Regions from separate parts of the Mus musculus genome. Here region 2 is linked to region 1. A link is a contact called in public Hi-C data. All regions are on one chromosome and are shown on one strand. The core of a region is the stretch at or near the end of the contact, and the rest is flanking DNA. Distances in the headings are between cores, read along the strand shown. Region 1 holds the start of Tmem253 (transmembrane protein 253). Region 2 holds the start of Mmp14 (matrix metallopeptidase 14 (membrane-inserted)).

The links. Hi-C and Micro-C count contacts between places; a contact is called where the count stands out from the background.
Region 2: a Hi-C map of muscle stem cells shows a contact between it and region 1, with 4 times the contacts expected there. The contact joins the promoter of Mmp14 here to the promoter of Tmem253 in region 1.

What each region holds. Positions count from the first base shown.
Region 1 is chr14:52,012,319-52,019,900 of GRCm38.p6, forward strand. It overlaps Tmem253 (transmembrane protein 253), which reads left to right and starts at 4,547. Exons shown (of 7, transcript NM_001033805.3): 1 at 4,547-4,623; 2 at 4,738-4,879; 3 at 5,433-5,543; 4 at 5,636-5,692; 5 at 6,224-6,334; 6 at 6,414-6,560; 7 at 6,888-7,469. The coding sequence starts at 4,772. The coding sequence ends at 6,968. All of the region lies in intron 1 of Zfp219 (zinc finger protein 219), which reads right to left.
Region 2 is chr14:54,427,485-54,435,066 of GRCm38.p6, forward strand. Mmp14 (matrix metallopeptidase 14 (membrane-inserted)) reads left to right here and starts at 4,114. Exons shown (of 10, transcript NM_008608.4): 1 at 4,114-4,489. The coding sequence starts at 4,382. It overlaps Mrpl52 (mitochondrial ribosomal protein L52), which reads left to right. Exons shown (of 5, transcript NM_026851.2): 4 at 1,100-1,164; 5 at 2,098-2,266. The coding sequence ends at 2,244.

The sequences.
Region 1 (7,582 bases), core at 3,297-5,796:
TGTGTGTGAATACTGCATGGTCATAGCTGACTAACCTATGGGCACATATTCTGATTCTGAGAAGATTCTCGGGTCTCTAAAATTGCCTGTAAAACACTAAGCAAAATGTGTCCTAGAAAAATGGCCTAATATCTGAGGCAAAAAGAGGAGAAAAAAGGCAGGTCTTCCTCACCAGAACAAGGACCCCCACACTTCTGCATGTAGCAGTTTCCAGGGTGGAAAGCAGAGACGCATTAGAAGGTACAAATGGATTTCTCCTCAGGGGAAGTTCCCCAGAAGGCGGCCTAAAATCAGTAAAAATCCACCGAGACCTCCTAGGCCCAGTCAAGATGGCTTCCGTCATTTCTACATCAAACCAGGTCTCGGGCACCAGAGCTCATAAATTGCTCTCAATAAGGGAGTTCCAACAGAGACGGAGTCTGTGACCTGGTTTGGAACCTAAGTCAGACATGTATTGTCTGTGGACAATCCTCACATTTTTCTATACTCAAGGCTTAAAACACCACCTCTGAGCCTTGGCCAGAGAGTGGTACTGACCTACTTTCCACACACAGTGGGAATCAAGGGTTACCTTGTTCCTGTTTGTATTTTTGCAGGGATGCAGGACCAGTGTTACAAATTAGAAATATTTCCAAAGCAACAGGCCAATTACTTTCACAGACTAGGAGAGCCGATGCAGAAGTGGTAAGTGCAAATCCTACTGAGAATGAATGGATGGTGAAAAGACGTACGTACGGAAGAATCCATCAAATAAAGGACTGAGAAAGCTGCCCCTCCCACCCCAAATCTTGTGATTCGAAGATTTTTAAGGTCAAGTATTCAGTAAAAAAGATCAGAGTCTCTGGGGCCTAGCAGTAATTAGGCCTCTGTCTCTGGCCATCCCCAACATATGATTTCTTTCCCCCTCTCGTCGGCAATCTCCCCTCTCCTAAATCAGCTAACAAATACGAACCCCAGTGCTAGATGAGAGTAAATGGAAAGGGGGCTTATTAGATAGTCCAGAGTCAAGACCACCTGGAGAACACACACAAGAGAACAACTCACTTGTAAGGTCTCTCCATGGCTCTCTGAACCTGGATGCTCTGAGAGCTGTTTCAAATCCACATTACACTGAACCTGGACACCTTTTAAAATGAGTTCTTGGGGAAAGGACTGGGGGGGGAGGGGTGCGGGGGGGAACAGCATGAAATTTCAGTTATTGGCTCCCATAGTAACTATGAAGAGGTGAGAGGGAGGTACAATACACACACACACACACACACACACACACACACACACACAATCTTATCCTAGACCCATGTTCTAGCATGTCCTAACTTGACCCCATTCTGAAAGTTCTGAGGAGCCTGGGATTGGGGAGTAAGGAGGACATGTATACAGCCTTAAGTCTCTTTAACTAGAGCTGGCCCTAAAAAGTCAGTGTTAGTGCCTGTATGAGCCTCAGTTCTCAGGCTGAGAGGTGGGTAGGAGATGATCTGGGAAAATACCCCTCTCAAAAACTGGTACGCAAGCAGAGCAGGACCTGTGATCTCACACGAGAGACTCCACCAGCACACCTCACACTCCACCCGTGGAAAATAAACCAGGAGGAGAATGGGGGCAGGGTTGGGAGATAGGGAGGCCAGAGCTCAGCTACCCCGGGCCAGGAGAACAAAAGCGGAGTTACAGCCGCCTCCGCGGCTGCCGCCGGCCGAGCTCTTTGTGACACTTTGTTTGGGACACAGAGAGAAGCACCCCCATCCTCTCCCCTCCCCCGCCCCGTGCCCTGCCGGTCCCCGAGAGTTAGGGCTCCTTCCCCCCACCCCCACCCGCTGCACCTGGGCTGGGGCGCACCTCCACTGTGCTCACGGCTCTCCCACCGCGCACCCCCAGGCCCCCTGCACCCCAGGCCGCGGCGCCCGGCCTCACGGTCCCTACAAAGCCGCGCGCCCCCGCCCCGCGCCGCGGCCCTCCCCTCCGTGCGGGGCTCCCGGCTCCCCCACCTGGCCCCCTCCTCGGACCCCCCACCCCAACTCTCACGCCGGCCCCGCCGCCCCCACCCCGCCCCCCGAAGCGGCGGGCGAAGTTTGCCGGGGCCGCGCGGCGCCCCTCCCCCGCCCCCGCCCCCTGCACCTGCTCCGCGCGCGCCCCCTCCGGGAGGGGCGGGGAGGGCGGCGGCGGGGGGGCGCGGGGGGAGCGGCTACTCACGAGCCCCGGCGGGCGGGCGGCGGCGCGGGCGGCGGCGGCGGCGGGCCGGCGGCGCGGGCGTCAGCGTTACGTGGGGCCGGGGGAGATGCGCCGGGCCCCGGCCCCCCCGCCCCCGGCCCGGCCCCCGCCCCTCCCCGGCCCTCCGCCCCCGGCCCGGCCCGCATTGTGTGCGGCGGGAGGCGGCCGGGCCATTAGCATGCGGGGGGCGGCGCGGCCGGCAGCGCGCTCGGGCTCCGGGGCCGGGGGACCCCCGGAGCGGCAAGAGGCGGCCGCCAGGGGGTGCGGGCCTTGGGGGGGCCCGGGGCGTCGCGCGAGGAGGAGGGGGCGGGGGTGGGGCGCGCAGACCGTTCCTCGAGGGGACTGGAGGAGATTGTGAAAGGTCATCTTGTCCTTCCCCCAGCCTCCAAGCAGGCTGCCCCTCCCACCCTAGACCCGGACATACCAGGGAAGGAGTTGGCTCTGCCGCTGCTTCTGCCCCAACATGCACAGGCTCGGGAAGTTCTTCCTGGGGTTTTATCTCAAAGCCTCTCCCTTACAATTTGTCTCTCTTTTGGGAGAGGAGGAGGGGCGATTATAGAGATAGTTAATGTCTGCCGTACAAGAAACATTATTAAAGTTACTCTTCCGCCTTTGCCGGTCTTGATAAACACTTCTCGCTCCTGCTTCACGAATTCTATTTTCCGTTCTTTAAGACACTTTAATGGCTCTTCAATGCAACAATATTTACTGAGTGCTTACCAAGCACCCGGCGCTGTGCTCGACACTGGGGGTATGCAGAGAGAAGGGGATGTGTTACTTTCTCTCGGCACGATTATAGCCCAAACAGTAGTTGCACACTCCTAAGTGGCATACTCAGATTTAGTCAATATTTACTCGATGATTGTTCACGTATTTAGCAGCATGAGATCTTTCCAGTAATCCTCTCTCATATAACCTCCATTTACAGAAAAAGTAGGTTCTCTCCTTCCACTGACCTGCAAATTCAGGGACATCGTAAGGCCTCTATCTCAACCTTGCCATTAAATAAAATCGACTCTCTTGGTGATTGAAAAGACAGGAACTAGGCACAATTTGTCTGGTTCCCTTTAAACTTGGGTCCCCAGTGCCCAGGAAATCAGCATGGATACAGTGCTCCAGTGGTGTTGGCTGGGCAGTAGGGCAGAAGTGGCTCATGAGGAAAGCTAGTTTTCTCCCCCTTCCTCCTGGGCCTCCGCTCCCTGGGATCTTCTGGCTCAGTTTCTTTTATTTATGGTGGTTATAAATAATAGCCACCTCCTTCTGTGGTGTGTACCGGGCTAAGCTAATTCCTATGCATTTTCTCTTCATGCTCAAGGCAACCCCTTGAGATTGGTATTGTTCATTTCCTTTTTACAGATAAGGAAACAGATTAAGCAACTTGACTGAGGTCAGCCAGATAGACCAGGGACCCAGGCACAGGGAGTATCATCTCGAGACCTCAGGCTCTTTCCTGTACTAGCTCGGTAAGGTATACATTCAGGCCAGCTGGCTCTCTTTCTTAAATGTGGAAATAAATGTTCTCACCTTAGCTTCTGGGCAAGCCCTGTGGTAATATGTACAGCAATCACATACAGCAATCACATCTGTACATGACCTTCTCAGCACCATTAATGGCGCCCTACCCACCCAGGAATCAACTTCCCTTTGGGGGAGGGGGAGATTGTAGTTAGTTCTGATTATCAGGGAATGAAGTGGAGTTCAATTAGGTAAAATAATGTAGCCAAGGTCACGGTCCTGAAAGGGTGACAGAACTGCGATTCTAGCCCAGGCCTTTGGAGACCTTTGTAATGCAAAAATATTGTTGGTATAGATCTTTTCCAAACCAGCACCTAGGTACCGGGTCTTCACTGGGTCAGAAACAATCCCCAGTGTACAAGGCTTTCCCTCCCTTTAATCAACTAGTCAAAACCCTGGGATGGATCCTTAGTGTCACCCTTAGAAAAAAGTGAGGAAAAGAAACTGCCCAGAGAAACCAGGGGAGCGGGGATGAAAACTGGTCTGGGAACAGGGTTCCCAGTGGAGCAATCCAGACAGTAACACAGACTCTCACTAGGGCAGAATGAGTAACTTGAGGAGGAAGCCAAAGAACAAAGACTGAATGGAAATAAGGGAGACTGAGGTCTAGGACGATTTTGTCCAGAGCGATGAAGTAAGTGAACCCTGAGGAAGGGCAGAAAGAGGGCAATAAAGGGGGACTACTGAGGCAGGCTGGGTGGCCGGCCAGTGGAGTGAGCTGAGGCTCCTGTCTAGGAAGGCCACTCCCTGAATCTTTAGGCCCTCATAGTGACCTTTGCCCCACCACACCTCAGCTCTCTGACAGACTATGTGCCAGGAAAAGACTGTCTGCTCTGAGCTACCAGGCCCCTAAGGAGTACTGTGACCCAGCGGAGTTGCAACCCATTGGAGTGACCGCTTCAGGTAGGTGTAAGGTTTCTGGGCCTCAACCCTGAATTAGGAGTGGGCAGAGGGGTCAATGAAAGAGATGTTGTGTGTTCCCATTTCCTGAAAAGCCCCATAATGAATTTTTTGCAGCCTAGGAAATACCACTCTTACAGTCAAGCGAGCAATGGATCAAAATGCTAATCAGCCAAGACAGGAGAGACCCAGCGTTCGCCTGGAAAAGCTACAGCACTGGGCAAGACACAAGCAAAGTGGACGCCTACTGGTGCTGGCGGTGAGGCCAGGTTGCCCCGCTTCAGGTTTTCGCTGACTGTACACAGTTCAATTCCACTCATGTTCAGTGAGCACAAACCATGCACCAGAAACTGTGCTGGGGACTGGGGGTGGGGGGAAGAAAGAAATGTACAAATTAACAAAGCAAAACCCTTCATTTCCAAGTAGCTTGCCTTTACCTTTGGGGAAAACATGAAGGTAAGCGAACTATAAAATGAGACAGAAAGAACAAAGGGGCATCTCATTTCTGATCTCACTTTTTAGCTGGGTGTGGTGGCGCACGCCTTTAATCCCAGCACTCAGGAGACAGAGGCAGGCGGATTTCTGAGTTCGAGGCCAGCCTGGTCTACAAAGTGAATTCCAGGACAGCCAGGGTTACACAGAGAAACCCTGTCTCGAAAAACCAAAAAAAAAAAAATCTCAATTTTTAGTCTGCCTTCGCACAGGTACTTTACTAAGCATTTATCCTAACTAATGATATCTAAACGAGGAAAATACTGTGCAGAGGGAAAAGTCCCCAGTAGTCCCCTCTAACTGCCCTGTCTGGCTTCCAGGTGAGCCAAGTGTGGCTGGCAATAGCTATGGTCCCCTTTACTATCTCAGTTTCCTGCTTGACCTCTGCCTGTCACCTGGTCACAGCACTGCCACTTTGGCCCGGAGCCTCGGTAAGACCCACCATAGGGAGGGTGAGAGAAAGGTTGGGGGGGGGCCTCTCTAACAAAGCTAGAGTTCACAGTTTGCCCTTCTAACCATTTAGGGCCTCCTCACTGGCATTATCACCCTTGAACTCCGAAGAGCACCTTGCATCTGGAAGGTGAGACAAGAGAATAGAGGCCTCCTCCCATTCTCCCAGTGCACACACACACACACACACACACACACACCTCAACCAAAAAAGGGATTTATCCTCTCAGGTGTCTGTCCCTGACTGAAGCAATTAAGTAAGAATGTCAGAAAGCTAACCATCCTGTTTGAAAGTAGGGAAATAGGAGCAGACATTTGTTAGTTGCTTGTTTGGTGTGTGTGTGTGTGTGTGTGTGTGTGTGTGTGTGTGTGTGTGTGTGTGAGACTGAACCCAGAAACACATGCGCAGTAGGCAAACACTAGCCCTGGGCTAAAGCCTCAGCCCCCACCCCCATAAGTTACTCAGGATGGTCTTGAACATATCCTGTAGCTCAATCAGGTCTTGACCTTTTGATCCTCCTGCCTCAGCCTCCCAAGTGTCGGGGATTACAGGCCTCCACTAGTCCTGTGCCTGAGTTTTGTTTTCAGCTAGGTCGTAGGTGGAGTTTGAGTTTGCAGTGAGTCTCCCAAGCTGGTCAGGGCTGAGCTGGCTCACTGGTAGGTGCGGGCCATGATGATATCCAACACCTTCAACCTGATCTTGGGCTTCGTTGCGGTGGTGATAGAGGTGATGAAGACAGCCTTGGGAACTGCCTCTATGGACTCCTCCCAGGTACTGGTAAATGAAGGCGGAAGGGCAGAAGAAAACAGGGGCTATACCCACAAAAGCATCCTCACCCTACGACCTGCAGTCGACAGGGTTGCTGGTGCTGGAGCTGAGCGCGGAGGCCTTCACCCTAGCGGGAGTGCTGGTCTCCACATATGCCCTGTTCTTGCTGAGCCAGAGGAAGCCTGGATACTTCAAGAGGTCAAGGCTGCAGTACCGGGAGCTACAGGAGGTAGGGGGTACAGGGAGGAAAGCATGAAGCAGCCAGCTTCCAGCTAACTTTTAATCTGGCTGTCCTTGTCTGTAGGCTTAAGAGCACATAGTAGGGCCGTAGGGAAGTGAAGGGCTGAAACTGATTGGCTTTCTGGCATTGGACGTTAGTTCCCTAATGATGTTTGTGAAAGAATTGGGTATTTAATGACTGGAGCTACACGCGTGCATAAACGTTAGGAAGCTGCCATAATGTACTATTGGAAAGACTGGAAAAACTGGAAGGGGGTTGCTTCTACCCGGGGTTTCCCCTTGGTTGACCCCAAAATTTGCTCGCATCTGTTTTCAGGGCCTCTCTGAGATGGAGGAGGTTTCTGGTTTGGAGAATGGTCCCGTGGTGGCTAGCACAGGAAATAGGACGGATGAGTGAGTGGGCAAGACAGGTGCCACTGTCCCCCTACGCCAAGGGGGACATCTCCAGGCACTTCTGCGTCTTGCACCTCCCTTGGACTATAACTGGACTTCCCCCAGAATGTGCCTGAAGCCCAGAGTGCCCTCAATTTCCCCTCAACCCAGGCCCATTTCTCTTCTCTTCCCCACTAGAGGGAGATAATTTCTGGACTAGAGACCTCCCTCACCTCACGCCTCGTCAAGCAGCTTCCTCCCTTGCATTCTTCGACTTCTTCCTCCCTGCCTCTCCATCCAGCTTCATTTCACATCTGCCTCCTCTCACTGTTCACCTTTCACAATCCCATCCACTCCAAGCCGGGTTGCTGCACCAGCCAACCCAGAATCCGCGTCGGTTGTGCTCCAGGTCTCCCTTGGATCCGGGTCCTGCCTAATTCACCCGAGACTACAAATCCCAGGATGCCCCGCTACCCCGTGACCTACTGCAAAATAAAGAGCCTTCCCTCGGCGGCGGGGGCGCTGTGCATCTGCTGAGTGACGCCAGGCGCTGGGAGCAAGGCCTAGCCGAGTTTTCCTCGGACGCGACCACTGGCCCCGCGTGCGGGGAGGCGCCGGGAGGGCCGTCGCGCACAGAGG
Region 2 (7,582 bases), core at 2,864-5,363, 2.4 Mb after region 1:
ACAGAATGAGACCCTGTGTATCAATCAAGAAATAGTAATTGGCTAAGGAAAGTTAGCTGTCAGGATCGTATCCTGAAGGTATAAGGAAATACTAACGTGGGCTGTTCTGGGCTTGGAAGTATGTATGACTTTTATCCTCTCAGAAGGATAAAACTCTCACATGTGTGGTGAGTGTATTTTGACAATTCGTTTGCAAATGTACAAGGAATTCTTTGAAAAGCTGCTGAAAAGAACACCGAAGATCCCTACAAGTCTGAAATGGCAGACTCAGTACAGAGAAGTCTTTTTCTCTTTAAAAAAAAAAAAAAAAAAAAAACTTATGGACTGAAGGATGCCTTTAAAATGCGGTGCCTGTTCTTCCGGAGGACATGGGTTCGATTCCCAACACCCACAGGGTGACTCACAATTGCTTGTAACTCCAGTTCCAGGGGATCCAATGTCATCTTTTCACTTCCACCTTTACCAGGCACCCACATGGTGCACAGACATACATACAAACACAACACCCAAGCACATAAAAATAAAACTTTAAAAAAAGCAAAATTAAAAGAGAGTAGTGACGCATGCCTGCAATCGGCACTCACGAGGCAGAAGCACTGAGAGCTAGGGGATAGCCTTGGCTACATAGTGAAACCTTGCCTCAAAAATCAAGAGTGAGGGAGAAAAAAAACCCTATATTTCATTATACAATGAGATGAAGTTTAGCAAAGAGACACATTGAGTGAAGGGTTTCTGAAGAGAAAAGTGAGTTCAGCTTGGCAGACGGCCCTAGGTCCATGCTAATGACAGGGTTAAATGATAGGAAGAGCGTGCCTATGAAGTCATTTCGTGATTCTGTTGGACCTCACCTCTGAGGCTAGGTGAGTTTTAGTTGTGGTTGTGAACTGGGATCCTCCTCAGTATTGTTTTTGATGAGCAGAACTGGGCCCTGAACCTACAGCCTCACGCACGCCAGCATCCACCCAACCAACCATAGTCAGGGTGACCTGGAAAAGTGGAGCTAGGGGCTTACTCTTCTCCAATCCCTATCACACCAGTGTTTGGACAGGATCCCCAGACCACATTTAACACTATGCCTTTTGTTTACTTTTGTCTGTAGATGGCCGCCCTGCACCCCCAATGAAAGGCCAACTTCGAAGAAAAGCTCAAAGGGAGAAGCTTGCAGTGAGTAGCTGGGACTCTGCCAAAGGCTGTGTTTATGACTGGAGGAGGAAAATTTAAATCATCATTTATCTTCATTTTCTTTAAGATTGATTTTTACTTTATATACATGTGTTTTGCCTGTATCAATGTATGTTCATCATATGTGTTCGTGGTACCTGTAGTGGTCAGAGGAGGGTGTCAGATCCTCTGGAACTGGAATTACAGATGGTTGTGAGCTCTGGGGTGGCTACTGGGAGTTGAACCCTTGTCCCTTGCAAGAGCAGAGAGCCATCTCTACAGCCCCATAAATTAGAATCTGTTTTAAGTTGTGTTGTACTTGAGCTACTGTTTGGCAGTGCATGGGATAAAATCCAGGGCTTCCTGCCTGCTAGGCAGGCACACCAGCAGCAGCCATTTCTCCAGTCCTTACACCCAACTAACTTATCTTTTTAAAGATTTATTTATTTTTATTTATATGAGTACAATGTAGCTGTCTTCAGACACACACCAGAAGAGGGCATCAGACCCCATTACAGATGGTTGTGAGCCACCGTGTGGTTGCTGGGATTTGAACTCAGGACCTCTGGAAGAGCAATCAGTGCTCTTAACCTCTGAGCCATCTCTCCAGTCCCTTTTCTTTCTTTCGATGAGGCATGTAGACCAGGCCAGCCTCAAACTCACAAGAGATGGGCCTGCCTTCACCTCCCAAGTACTAGGATCAAAGGATGTATCCCCCTACCTGGCCAAGCTGATGTTTTACTACGACTGAGAAGGGAAGACTGGAGCGGGGCACTCTGCAGAAACCAACAGCTGACCTTCCTCAGCTTCACACCGTCAGCGTGATGCATCAGTATCCAGCTGAACACTTGGCTTTGGGGGGGGAGGGGGAGACCTGCTCAGTGGTACATATGCCTGAGCCCCAGATGTCACCTACTCTCTTCCTGTCTGTTTCAGAGACGAGTTGTACTGCTGACACAGGAAATGGATGCTGGAATACAGGCATGGAAGCTCAGGCAGCAGAAATTGCAGGAAGAAAGGAAGAAGGAACATGATCTCAAACCTAAAGGGACTTTACTGAGAAGCCCACTTCCGAATCAATAAAAAGCAGCTCCTGCCCCACTTTCCCAGACTCTCTCTGGCTTTCTTTTCTATAGTCTGAATGCTTTATCAAGTCATTTTCCCCACCACTTGTATTGATAGCAAAAGACCTTAAAATCACTGCCTGCCAGGCTTGGCCCAGTGCCCTTAGTCCTCCCCATTCCAGTTCAGCCAGATCTTGCTCTGGGATCATTTTGCCCCTAGTGCTGAAGAACGTGCCCAGAGCCTTAACAAAAGCTAAGCACACCACCACCTATCACTTGGCCTGCTTGGGATTTTTAATCAACCACAAGCAACTGCTTTGTGAGAGAAGAAAGGGGCAGCAGCAGTTTCCCTGGTTCACCCTCATACTCTTGTCACTAAGAGACCATGCACAGCTCAGATGCATACAGTTGGCATTTAATGTTTTCTTGAAAAGGTCTTTCCACCTGAGGATCTTTTTCCTTTTTAAGACATGGTCTCACGGTAGCACTGGCTGTCCTGAAACTGGCCAGGTAGACCAAGTTGTCTGGCAATCACAAAGATCCTCCCACCTCTGTCTGGATTTAAAGCCATGTGCCACCATACCTGTTAGAAGTCCCTTTCTTAACAAGCAGCTAGTATCTGGGTACATGGTCCAGGAGACACTCACACTGTAAGGCAGATATAGGAAGGATTAAACTCGGGGTCTTCTGCTGAAGGAGTAATAATCAGACTTAAGTTCCAGAGGTTAAAGAGGGTCCTTGCTTCCCCACCCCCACACACAAGGTCGCTGCCCATGACCTAGCAACCATTCATTGTATTGATCGTGAGCCTCCCTTGGATTCTGGAGGCAAGGACCTTTGTTCCCGTTCCAGTGCTCCGTGTTTGGCTCCCATCATCCACCACAAAGCTGGCAGCTGTGGATCTCTGCAGCTTCCTACCTGGCTTTATTCCTGCCCCCTTCCCTTACCGCTTCCCTTGCTTGCTTTCCTTCCCTCTCCCCACTGCCTTCCTCTCGCTGACCAAATGCAATTCTTGGATCTTACATTTCGCTGATGGTCGAGTTTTCTGTCTCCCACACTTTTCCTGCCTCTGTCCCACTGCTGGTGTGTTTCCATATCTAGTTGTCAACCTCTTATCTGTCTCCCTCTCGGAGAGCCAGCGCAGCCTGGCCTCCCTCTCCCCTGTCTGCCTCTCCTTTTGTTCTCCCTGCCCAGCCATCACGGAAGCTGCGCGCTCGAAGGAACTGTCTCCACTGTAAAGACTAAAGGAAACTCCAAAACCCTACCTCCCATTCCTTCCTCTTCCAACAAATTTCACCACTTCTATCCATCGGGCTTCCCCCGATCCTGTGACCTTGAAGCCCTTTCCTACCCAGGCAGTTCACACTTAATAGAACAGCCAGATTGTAAAAGCCATTAATAAAGGGGTCGGTCCCCCAATTCAAAGTAATTGCGGTGGCTGTTGGGCATGTGGCTTTTGTTACAGTCTTAACTTTGGGGCAAGAGGAGGAGAAGGAGGCTGTCCACAGGTCTCAGCATACAACCCTCTTGTTAGTAAATGTCCCTTCTCCCAACCTTCCTCACTCGCAAGTTAGACTTCATGTCTCCACCATTCCTAGCCATCGGGCTTCCCAATACTTAAACACTCTCAAGTGAGACATGCTGAATACTACGGGAATCAGGCCACCCAAAAAATGCTTAGGAAGAGAAAGTCTTCCGCATCCCGTCCCCTGGGACACCCAGGCTCCTAGTTAGTTGCCGGCTGCGGCCTCAACCCCTGCAGATGGCAGCCTGCACCACAGAAAAGACAAACTTTTTTTTCCCCTTCTCTCCTGCTGTAATTGGATTCGAGCTGAAACACCACGTCCCCACCGAAAAAGGAGGGCATTGGGGCGGGGGCGGAGGAGAGGCTGTGGGAGAAGGGAGGGACCAAAGGAGAGCAGAGAGGGCTTCCAACTCAGTTCGCCGACTAAGCAGAAGAAAGATCAAAAAACGGAAAAGAGAAGAGCAAACAGACATTTCCAGGAGCAATTCCCTCACCTCCAAGCCGACCGCGCTCTAGGAATCCACATTCCGTTCCTTTAGAAGACAAAGGCGCCCCAAGAGAGGCGGCGCGACCCCAGGGCGTGGGCCCCGCCGCGGAGCCCGCACCGCCCGGCGCCCCGACGCCGGGGACCATGTCTCCCGCCCCTCGACCCTCCCGCAGCCTCCTGCTCCCCCTGCTCACGCTTGGCACGGCGCTCGCCTCCCTCGGCTGGGCCCAAGGCAGCAACTTCAGCCCCGAAGTAAGTGAGCTCCTCCGGCCCTTCCCGGAGTTTCGCCCGCCGGGTAGGCGAGCCCGGGGGTCTCCAAGGGGACAGCCCCCGCTGAGAGATGGGCTCTGGGGGGGCTCTGCTGCGCCAGCCTTTCTTTTTCTCCCCTCATCTGCAAACTTGCAAGTTGATCCAACTTTTGCCTGCCTCCAACAACCCCCCTTCCGCCGCCACCGACTCTTTCCCATTCCTCCCTTCCCTGGAAGAACTCTGCAGCGGGGCCCGGGCCTCGCTTTTCCAAGCTCTGCGCGCACTGTGGCACAAGGCGGGAGCCTCAGAGACACTGGACTCCGCGCCGTCCGGGCCGGTGTCACACGCGAGTTGTTCCTTCAGTTTGGCAGCGCTCAGGTGCCCGAGGCCCTGCACGGACGCATCCGTACCAAGTGGGGGCGTCGGGGGCGCCCAAGCTGTACCCGCCTCCCCTGGACCGCCCTCGGTGCGGGCCGCTGGCCCGGGCGTCGAGGATCGCGGCGGGCCGAACTTCCGCGCACACAAAGCTCTTCTTGTGAGCAGCGGGGCTCAGCCTGGCCACCTCCTCCCTCGTCCTCCACACCCCTACCGGCGCCTTGGGGGGCCTTTTTGTTGTTGATAATTATTTTTCTGCATTGATCGCGGGGAGACTAGGGGGAGTCGCTCGCTCGGTGAGTTAGTTGAGGGTTGGCCTGGGTCTCCCCTGAGTGTCCCAACTGACTCTGGCGCCCCCACCCCCATCCCTAACTCTTCCGTGACCATAGCCCACCCCGGTCCTGAAGGAAGCGGCATGGGAGTAGTCCGAGGAAGTTTTCCCTCCCTCTCTTATTTTGGGGTGAAGGTGGGAGACGGATTTAATCAGCTTCTTATTTTGGGCCATCCCAACCCACTCAGCCTGGTGAGGACCTGGGTGTGGTAGGGAAGGGCTGGGAAGGGCCCAAATGAAGGATACGGTCTGGATTTGACTCCCTCTTCTCTGGGCCCAGGCCGGGGCGCACCCTCAGAATGAACCTCTCCTGGGCACATGCTGCCTGTATCACTGAAGAGACCTGGAGCTGAAAGGCCAAGTGTAGCCCTAGGAGTCGGGCCACAGTTGTGCATGGAAACTGGAAAGAGTAAAATCCTCCCTGAGACTGGAAACCAAACCCAATTGTCAGAGAGAGGAGGCAGGCTCCTTTCCCAGGCCTAAAGCTACCATCTTAGCCCCAGAGAGTGCCTAACAAAAGGAGCCTCTGGAAAACTGCCCACTGCCAACGTCTTTTTTTCCCTCCCCAGCCTCCAGTAGGTGCCCTAGGGGAGGCGCGGCAGCCCTGGCTCTGCTCTAAGTGGGTCATGGTCCTCCCAGAGCCAGAACCACCATTTGCTTCTGGCACACAGTAGGGTGGGAAGTAGGGCGGGACCGATCCAGAGGCCAGGATCCAAGACTTGATGTTGAGCTGGAGAGCCCCCACCCTCTCAGCCTCCGAAAGTGGGAGATGTTCCTTGACTTTCTCATAGGGAATACCCTGCGGTTATTGATCAAGACAATGCCAGCCAACCGGGTCCTGCCACCCACCAGAGTTGCTCTGTCTTCCGGCCAAGCTGAAGGGAGAGGGGTTCTGAGGCAGCTAGATCCCTTTCACCGAGCCTCCACAGCTCCAGGACAGCCCTCTCCTCCCAGTTGGTGTGTCTGGTGCTTGTCCCTTCCCCCACTCAGCCGCAGACACCAGAGTCCTCTCCTGTGGTTCCAGTTTCATAGTCTGTGGTTTTGCCTGGCTCAGAGATGGAGAAAGAAACTTGCCCAGTCCGGGAGAGGAAGAAAATGATGGGGACAGTTTCTTTCCTGGCTTTGTGATACTCTTCCGGGGAGTCCTTTTCCTGACAAAGCATCCATTTTGCTCCACGGGGTACTGGGGCCGGGTTTATGAGTGTGCTTATTTAGACTTGCCTGCATCTCGAAAGGCTCATAGGACAGGGATTTATCCGGAACTCCTGTCTCTCCCGCCAGCCTCCCTTCTCCGGAATATTCTAAGAGCGGTTCCTCATCTGCTGAGGGTTGTGGACCTGGTTTCACTCCTGAGTTTCAGCTTGGGTGGGGGGAAGCCGGCCACTCCCACTCTCCCCTATCCCCAAGCCCGAAGCAGCTGATAGCCCAGCCGGGGTCAGAGCCTACAGGTGAGGCTGGGAGCAAAGGGAGTTTCCTGCATACTTGGCACAGGCCACAGCACAGGTCAGGGCAAGCCTTCAGATCGGTGGGAACAACTCTGGAGTTACACACCCCGCTAGGCCTCTCTGACACACAAGAGGTTAAAATCCTGTACCCCGGAGGAGGGCTCAGAGATACAGGTGATGCTAGGCTTGTTTGGCCAACCTCATTGGCTGGGGAAAGGCTGGGTTGTTTACAACTCGAGCCCTAACTCTTGTCAGCATAAGGGAATCACTTCCTGGAACTGTGTTGCAATTCCTGCCCTTTTGGGCTCAGGTCCTAAGTCAGCTGCTCCTGAATCACCCCCAGACCCCACACAAGAGCGCTGCTCCACCACGGGTGCCTAAGTCTGAAGGAGAAGAGCATCATATGGATCCATAGATCCATCCTAATGATCATGGGCAGGCAGGCGATGAGGGCTCCAAGGCAGCTTTTACCATTTCCCTTCCGAATGCTCATTCTAGACAGTGTGAAATCCCTTGTGGACTCCTTAAGAAGGGTAAAACTGAAATAGGACCAGAGCTATCAGGATCGTGTCTCCCAACAAGAATCCAGGCATCCTCATTGTCTATACATAACATGGCTTGCTTGGCTCTCCAAGCCTAGATTCCTAAGTCATAGAGTATTTACTTAGGATTATGGTTGATTCGCTACCACCCTAAAGAGCACAGCTTCCCTATCATCATCATCATTACCCCTGACTCATTTTCTGCCCTCCTTAAAAATATTTCTGCTGTGAGGGTCCTAGAAGTGTGGTACTTTCCGTCCCGGAAACTCCTTCACCCTGTTCAGGCTCCCTCACCCCCACTGTACCATTCTGCCTACCATGGGCATAACCTGTTTTCAAATGGAACATGCCGGGGTTGGGAATTTAGCTCAGTGGCAGAGTGCTTGCCTAACAAGCCCAAGGC